2 separate regions of the Gasterosteus aculeatus genome follow, and region 1 is linked to region 2. The links are chromatin contacts, called in public Hi-C maps. All regions are on one chromosome and are shown on one strand. Each heading gives the region's core, a stretch centred on a gene start, on an enhancer-like site or on the middle of the called end of the contact. The rest is flanking DNA. Distances are from core to core; before and after follow the strand shown.

Region 1 (3,545 bases), core at 331-2,830, 36 kb after region 2:
TCTGCTAATAGTGACTATTGTGTATCGTTTTCCTCGTAGTCCGCAAGTTATTGGCAACTTTACAGAGCCTCGTCTCCCCCTGGTGGGATGCCGCTGATCGTACACCCTTGTTATTAACACGCTGCATTTATATTTAGAATCACCTTCAGTCATCATGTCCCTCGTGGTGCCAAAGCCATCTCTGCTGCCTTATACATTTTACTAAGGAAACAAATGTTATTATTCCTTCAATTTGTGTGTCTCTCCCTGCAGCAGACACACACCGCTGCTCCTCAAGCAAAAGAACAAACTGATACAATCAACCCACACAAAAAATTTAATGCCCTTCGTGAGGGGATAAATGGTCCAAATGTTGACATACTAAATAGGGAGCGTTGTCATGACACAGGTTTTTAATGTAAAAACTTGCAGTCAACACCCAAATGCTTTGTAAAAAGTCATAAGACATATGACTTACTTACTTACATAGTTAGTACACATACACCAATGTTTTAATATACTTATATATGTCTTTTTTGTTTGTTGTCTTTTTTATCTAGGCCAGCCAGATACAGTACTGATTAATATACAGCCACATCTGGAACAATACCTATTTAACATCATACAGTCCGGCCGGCATAGAGGAATCAACGGTCCACCCTCTCTATGCTAACATTAGAAATCGGCTTGTGTAAAATCCTCTTCTTTTTTGTAATTATTATTATTGTATAGACTGGTGGTGTTTCTTGTCCTTGTAACTCGTGTCTTCTGTGCAAACGTTTTTTTTTTTGTTGCTGTTGTTGAAAGAACCCAAAACATGATTGACATAACAGGATACCTGGCTGTTCACTTTACAGTTATGATGAAGATTTTTTTTTTCTAGTTTTCTTTTTCAAACAATTAAACAGTCACATCCAAATGCAACACTCCCATTGGCATGTCACAGTAAAAATGAGAAAAATCAAAATCCAAAGGAATGCCTCCCGTCATCAGGGTGTGAGGCGACGATGGGACGGATCATGACTACAGTGAGCAGCATCCTCCATTCGTACATTTTTCAGAGTAAGGCACTGCTGCATGAAGAAACGACATGGCCAACAAACCTCTCTGGGAGCATGACGGGGCGGCAGGACGGAGGGAGACTGCAATGTTCTCCAGCAACTCACACAGAGTTTGCATTTGTAAGTACGTGTGCTTATGTTCATCATTTGTTGTGTGCAGGAACAATGTGTGTCTTACATGGCATGTAGAGATATTTGTGTTTTAACATGTGTGCGTTTGTGCTGCTGAGACGGGTTTTTTCTTTTTTTTTCCCCGCTGCTGCACCGCGTTCCTCAAACTGTGCTTTCGAGCATCCACTCAGTGCTGCTGAACGTAACTCTTCTGTTGGCGAGCGGTGAGGACTCCATGTTTAGCTGGTTGGTGGACTTGTGCCACCTCGTCCTCGCTCTGCGTGGGTAACTATGACTCTGAAAAATGGAGTAATCCCCTCCGTCAAAAGAGAATCTGTGCCTAGTTCGTGCCAGCTCATTAGGGAGCAACCCCATGTTGGCCAGAGTACCTTTCTTGTCCTTGAGCCTGGGAGCCTCCTTGGTACCAGCGTTGGGGCCGATGAGACACAGGGACATGGTGGAGCCCGTCAGGCTACTGTCCGTCTGTGTGTCCTCAGACGGGGGGCCGGAGCGCTGCGCATCCAGGCTGGTTCTCCTTTTCATCTTGTCTACACTTCCGGGTGGCAGCTCCACCTCGAGGACGGCGGTGGTGGCAGCCGGATTCTGTTTCTTCTCATTGTCCACCCTCAGCACCAGCGCCATGCACTCTTTGGGCCCGTGAGCTTCGCGCTGGCCATCGTCAGACGGTTGCTTGGAGACGGAGCGCGGGAGCCGCTGCTGGCTGCCGTTGGTCTGGGAGTGCATGCTGAGGCTGACCTTGGTCTTGCCGTCCTCTGGGCCGCTGTAGGCCTTGTAGCGGATCATCAGGATGATAATGAACACCAACACCGAAGCAACAATTATACCACCAATAATGATGATCATAGTGCCTCCCAGAAACTGGCTGTGCATGAAGCGGCACTGGCTGACCTCGCTGGCCGTGTGGAACTGCACGCAGCCCACCACGCGCGTGGCCGTTAATGATGTGATGCCGTCGTCGTAAACCGCCAGCACACAAAGGTCGTACTCTCGTCCTGCGGCCAGATCATTGATTAGGAAGTTCTTGCTGGTAGACGGGATCATTCTGTGGAGAATAGAAATATAGCGAGGTGGTAAAGATGTAGTCAATTAATCAGCGGGATTACGACGCCCACGTTTACTGATTTGCATGAGGTGTATTAAATCACAAATAAGGTGTCAGGTCCACACAACAAGTAGAACAACGGGGCCACCGCAGCTCTAAAATTACATATAACTCATTCTGAGAGACAAACCTACCAATGCACATCATTTTGTTACTGTTGACTTATGGGAGAATATGTTGTAACAGAAAATTGGGAACGGGTTTATAACTATTGGGTTTGTGTATGAAATGACAGCGAGGGTAAACAGCAAGGTGATAAACAAAGCAGAGGAGGCTCGTTGCTTAAAAAATATACCACAACAGCTGCAGGATGCAGAACGAGTGACGCATGATGTGAAGGCAGTATTGATGTGTGAACACCTAAGGTCAGTCACATTTTGTCTGCAACTGCAAGATTACATGGCTCTAAATACGTTGGAGAGGAACGTTGCCTTCAGGTCAATATTGGTGTGAATATAATTAGAAGCATGTTCTTTTTCCCTAAAGGGCGACTTTGATGGTTATCATTTGTAGGTAATAATGTACCTCCTAAAGACATAACAGCACTCAGCTACATGCCTAAACTGGATGGGAAAATTATACAGGATCGCTACTCATTATATGGATACATATTATATCTAATAAAACCTTGAAAAAAAGGAGAAAAAAATAAAGTCGACGACTATTATTAACTCTCGCCATGAATAAATAAATCATAAAGTACTCTCTGTGTACCAGATTCATGTGCATTACAATTTGCATAAGAAACACATCATTTGTTCATTTACATTTGGGACTATTTTAAGAAGGTTTGCAAATATTTGTACTCACTGTCAAGAGTGTAACTCAGTTTATTGATTTTGCCATTTATTTTATTTTACGCATTTTACATAGAGCTACCTAACTAGACTCTCCTTTCTGCAGCGATGTAGTACTGTACTGTTTCAGTACATTTCTAATGTGTTTTCATCGTTTCAGTCTTATTTCTCCTCCTACGCCACAATTCCAGAGATAATTAATGGTACTTTTAATCAACCACAGGGAACTAATCACTACTTTTTAGATTTAAATGTTATACTCAAAACACAAAGGCAACTACAAAATGACAATGATGTGGGTACTAGTAACTGCTTAGAATTAAAATCTAAAAAATCTAGGAGCTTAAAAAATCCAAAAAGTCAGTTGGAGCTTAAAAATCATATGTAATCATGCATCACTCACAGCAAACATTTTTCTGCAGACCAAGTATATACATTTTAGAATAAACCCCCCCCAGGATTTTTACTTGTGAA
Region 2 (3,665 bases), core at 323-2,822:
TGCGGGATATCCAATCAAGTTCGCTGATCTGATTTTGAAGGTTCGGACACTTAGAGGCAAATACACGACTGGCTGAGATAAGAGCGAAGCTGATATAATCCTACTGCACGTAAGAGGGAGAGTGATTCACCCTCTGAGCAGAGAGAAATCCAAATCCAACCTGGGCTGCAGCCAGCCTCTCCACGGGGGGCTGTGTTACACGAATACGTGACGTCCACACTGGGCCTCTGCCACTCTGGCACACCGTGCTGGTATACTGTTGCTGTTATTGAAAAGTGTGTTGCAATCAGTTGGTTAACGTCAAATAATGGCATATGGTATATATTTTGTGTCAGTGTCTAGTTACTTCTCCAGTCAATTACATCATTAAGATAATGAAGAAAAGGGCCTAAATTGTTGTGAAGTGAAGTATGTTTGAACCCTTCGAGTACTATTCACCAGCAAATAGGATCAAGAAGCACAAAAAAGAAGGAACACGCAATATTCATACCATTTAAAGAGAATCCAAATTGCTATTATTAAAAGTATTTGGCTGAGGCAATTTTTTATATTCCTTACTTTGTATTAGGCCACAAAACAAGAACCCATGAGTAACAAATAATCACAGTGGAAGAACTGATCAGATACATGATTATCCCCGGATGGTAATGGATTCATACACGGCCAGATATTTTCTAACAAACTGAATGGCAGCTCTTTAAATCACTGTTAACTGGCTGTCAGAGAAAACTAATTTCGCCAGAAGAGGGAGACATCAAATCCCTTTGAAAATGAATTAACAGCGTCTATGTTCCCTTTTCTCTTTGTTTGCCTCTTACAAGAAACAATTAAGCCCAATGCTAATATTATCCAACATTATTAACCTCACAACCCTGGTGATATGAATTTTGGCTGTTGCTCCATCATTTGTAATTTGAGTGCTAATTTTTCTGTGCTTGACAGCCAAATAATTCGATATGGCTCCTGTTAGATGAGACAAATAGATCTGAACCATTTGTTGGATTCGGATTCGACATTTGGACAAGGAGGAATTTTCTATCTGGCATCTGTTCCGTTCACCTGGACTCAAGTATGAGGGACTGACTAATCCCTCGCATGCAGGAGATTAATTTACAAATTTGTATTATGTATTTATTTACTGTTAAGGATCGTATGAATAATTTATTTTCAACAAAAAAATGTTTTCTCTGAGAGGTCATTTATATGTCTAACAACTTCATCACTATTTTCAAACAGCACATCTGAGTTGATAATTATTCTCATTATTCTTAGAGTTAATTGGTCAATTTTAAAGCTCCTTCAGCTACCTTTACTGCTATACCTAAAACATTAATATTGATAGAAACAGACATGCGAGGAGAAAGCCTCATCTGTCATCAGGCAGACTTTATGACTTCATTTTGTTTTTGAGTGTTGAGGGACGATCGTTTTGGATTCCAAATGACGGGGATTGACATGATATGAGGCTTTTCAACAATCTGCAATAATGACCTTTTCTCTGAGTCCACCAACTGTCAGGCAATAACATCTTTTGGCACAGGTAAAAAGTGTTACCTAGCAACACCTGGTGTTCTGTCAATAGTCAGCTTGGAGGTATCTCTGGAGATGCTCCCCCCCTACAAAGACCCGGTTCAGCTTGCTTCGACGGGCCCCATGACCCCCCCGGACAAACAACAGCCTCATTCTCTGCACTGCTGCTGACCTCATTGTCTCTTTGTGAAGGGAAAATCCAGAGTTGCATTCTGTTAAATGGCAAATGGTGCATCAACGGCAAGCAGGACGGACCTCTCTGCCTCCAGCAGAGGCACACAGATGATCACGGATACCACTTCCTTTTCCTCAGGACTGTACCCAAGGAAAACATGGTAAGAAAGACAAAATATTCAACACAACCGGCTCCATCCGTGTGCAACCCGGACAACAACACCTCTGTCACATTCTCACCCGCACCATCCCGGATCACAAGAGCGGCTGCAGTTTCACATGTAGCTTTCACTTCAGAACTGGTTCACACGTGTTTCTGTCGCATTTTAAAACGACGTTCATATGCATCAAATGACCCACGCCGCGCAGCTGTTGAGAATATCTTAAGTGCTCGCACTTTATGCAATTCATGCCAAATAGTTATCCAGAAATCCATGTTTAGCTACACTCAAGTGCCATAGCAACGCAAAAGAGCAGATGCTGAGCCATTCATTCAGATGGATTTTGTACTGTAAATGTATAATATCTAGTCTGAATCTGTGAAGAGCTCTCATGCGTTGGCTGTAATAATATATGTCGCTTAAAGAAATAGCTTCTTCAGCTTTGGAGAGTAAGCCCAATACAAACACACAGCTTAAAATCCAAATGTGTCGTAGGAGTCTGTAAAACAGACTTCAAATTGCTGATTACACTTTGCACACTAAAGAGATGTATAAACAAACACACCCACACACACACACACACACACACACACACCTGGGCACATCTACTGCTCTGCTCTGAGTGATGGTTGATATTCAAGATTCCAGTATTATTAATTCAATCTGTCAGAGCCTGATAGGTGCACTGCTCTTTAGGAGCAGATGGTCAGCAGGCAGTTGTTGTGACAAGCAAACTCGCCAAGATTTTAACAAACAGGAACAAGCTGCAAATAAGGTCTGACGTGCTGACTGTACTTCTTATAGAGTCTTGATGAAGACCCATTGTCAGTGATTGAGAACCCGGCGGCTCATCGCCATCCTTTTCATTCAGAGAAAACAGCGGGAGTTGCAGCTACGCAGGGAGTCTGGGGCCGCCTGCGAGGGATTCACTGCACGAGTCACGGTAAGCTTCCGTGGCGCACCACTCGGTGGGCCTACAAGTAAGACGGCAGTCTTGAGTCACCGATGCAGTTAAAATATTTTCCTAACTGGGATCCGGAGGCAGTGACTCCAGTTAACTGTTGCTTCAGCTCACAGGCTGGTGAAGCTGCTGGCAGCAGTGTGTGCGGTCGGACTACTGGGAGGCTTAGCTGTAGGTGTCTGGTTTCTAGGTGAGTCATCGTTGAGACAGAATCAGTAAATTAGCACCGTATATTAGCACGTGTGAACAGCTGAAACGAAATGTGCAAAAGTCTATTTATATGATCTAGTTATAGTTACACTGACCTTTCCAGCTCACAGCAGAGCACTGATGACACTGGACTTTTGGGGAAAATATAAAATCAGCTTTTGTAAGGCTTTTTTTTATTGGGCTATTACTGTGAAGAACTTTCCTCATTGCTTGTTTTATCTGGATAACACAAAAAAATGAAATAAGATAAAAATGTCTTCAGAAGCACATTTACCTGTTTGAGAAGCTTTCTGGAACAGTCAAAAATACAAGACCAGTCATTCTTTTAGTGAGCTTCTTTTCTAGTCACCGGATCTTCCCCCCTAATTCCTAATTTAGATAATCTGGTAACATTTAATAGAATCAAACACATAATTGAAAGACTTTAATTACATCTTTATCTACATGTAGTGAAACTACTACTGAGGCCTTCCTACTCCCAAAGTCCAGCGGGACTTGGGGACACAAAGGAGACGTCTTTCTGCAATGTGTCAGAAGATATCTTTATCTCTGACCCCAGGAAAGGTCTGTGTTTCCTCATCTCTCTCTTTGTTAGAAGACCAGCATTTGTTCCACCGATTTATGAATTA

The links. A called contact is a pair of places that touch in the nucleus more often than the background predicts.
Region 1: a contact with region 2 is called in a Hi-C map of whole body, with 5 times the contacts expected there. The contact joins the enhancer-like site here to the promoter of tmprss5 in region 2. A contact is called at or near these places in 3 of 6 Hi-C or Micro-C datasets (skeletal muscle and whole body).

Annotation. Positions count from the first base shown.
Region 1 is chr1:12,360,646-12,364,190 of fGasAcu3.hap1.1, forward strand. It overlaps lrfn1 (leucine rich repeat and fibronectin type III domain containing 1), which reads right to left. Exons shown (of 5, transcript XM_040181440.2): 5 at 378-2,214. The coding sequence ends at 1,314. Among protein-coding and RNA genes, the nearest start is that of nkapd1, 9.0 kb to the left of the region's middle. Within about 2 kb of position 1,581, at least 2 of the 9 cell types and tissues checked have open chromatin away from gene starts, as enhancers often do.
Region 2 is chr1:12,324,425-12,328,089 of fGasAcu3.hap1.1, forward strand. tmprss5 (transmembrane serine protease 5) reads left to right here and starts at 1,573. Exons shown (of 13, transcript XM_040193381.2): 1 at 1,573-1,865; 2 at 2,670-2,808; 3 at 2,936-3,016; 4 at 3,487-3,600. The coding sequence starts at 1,863.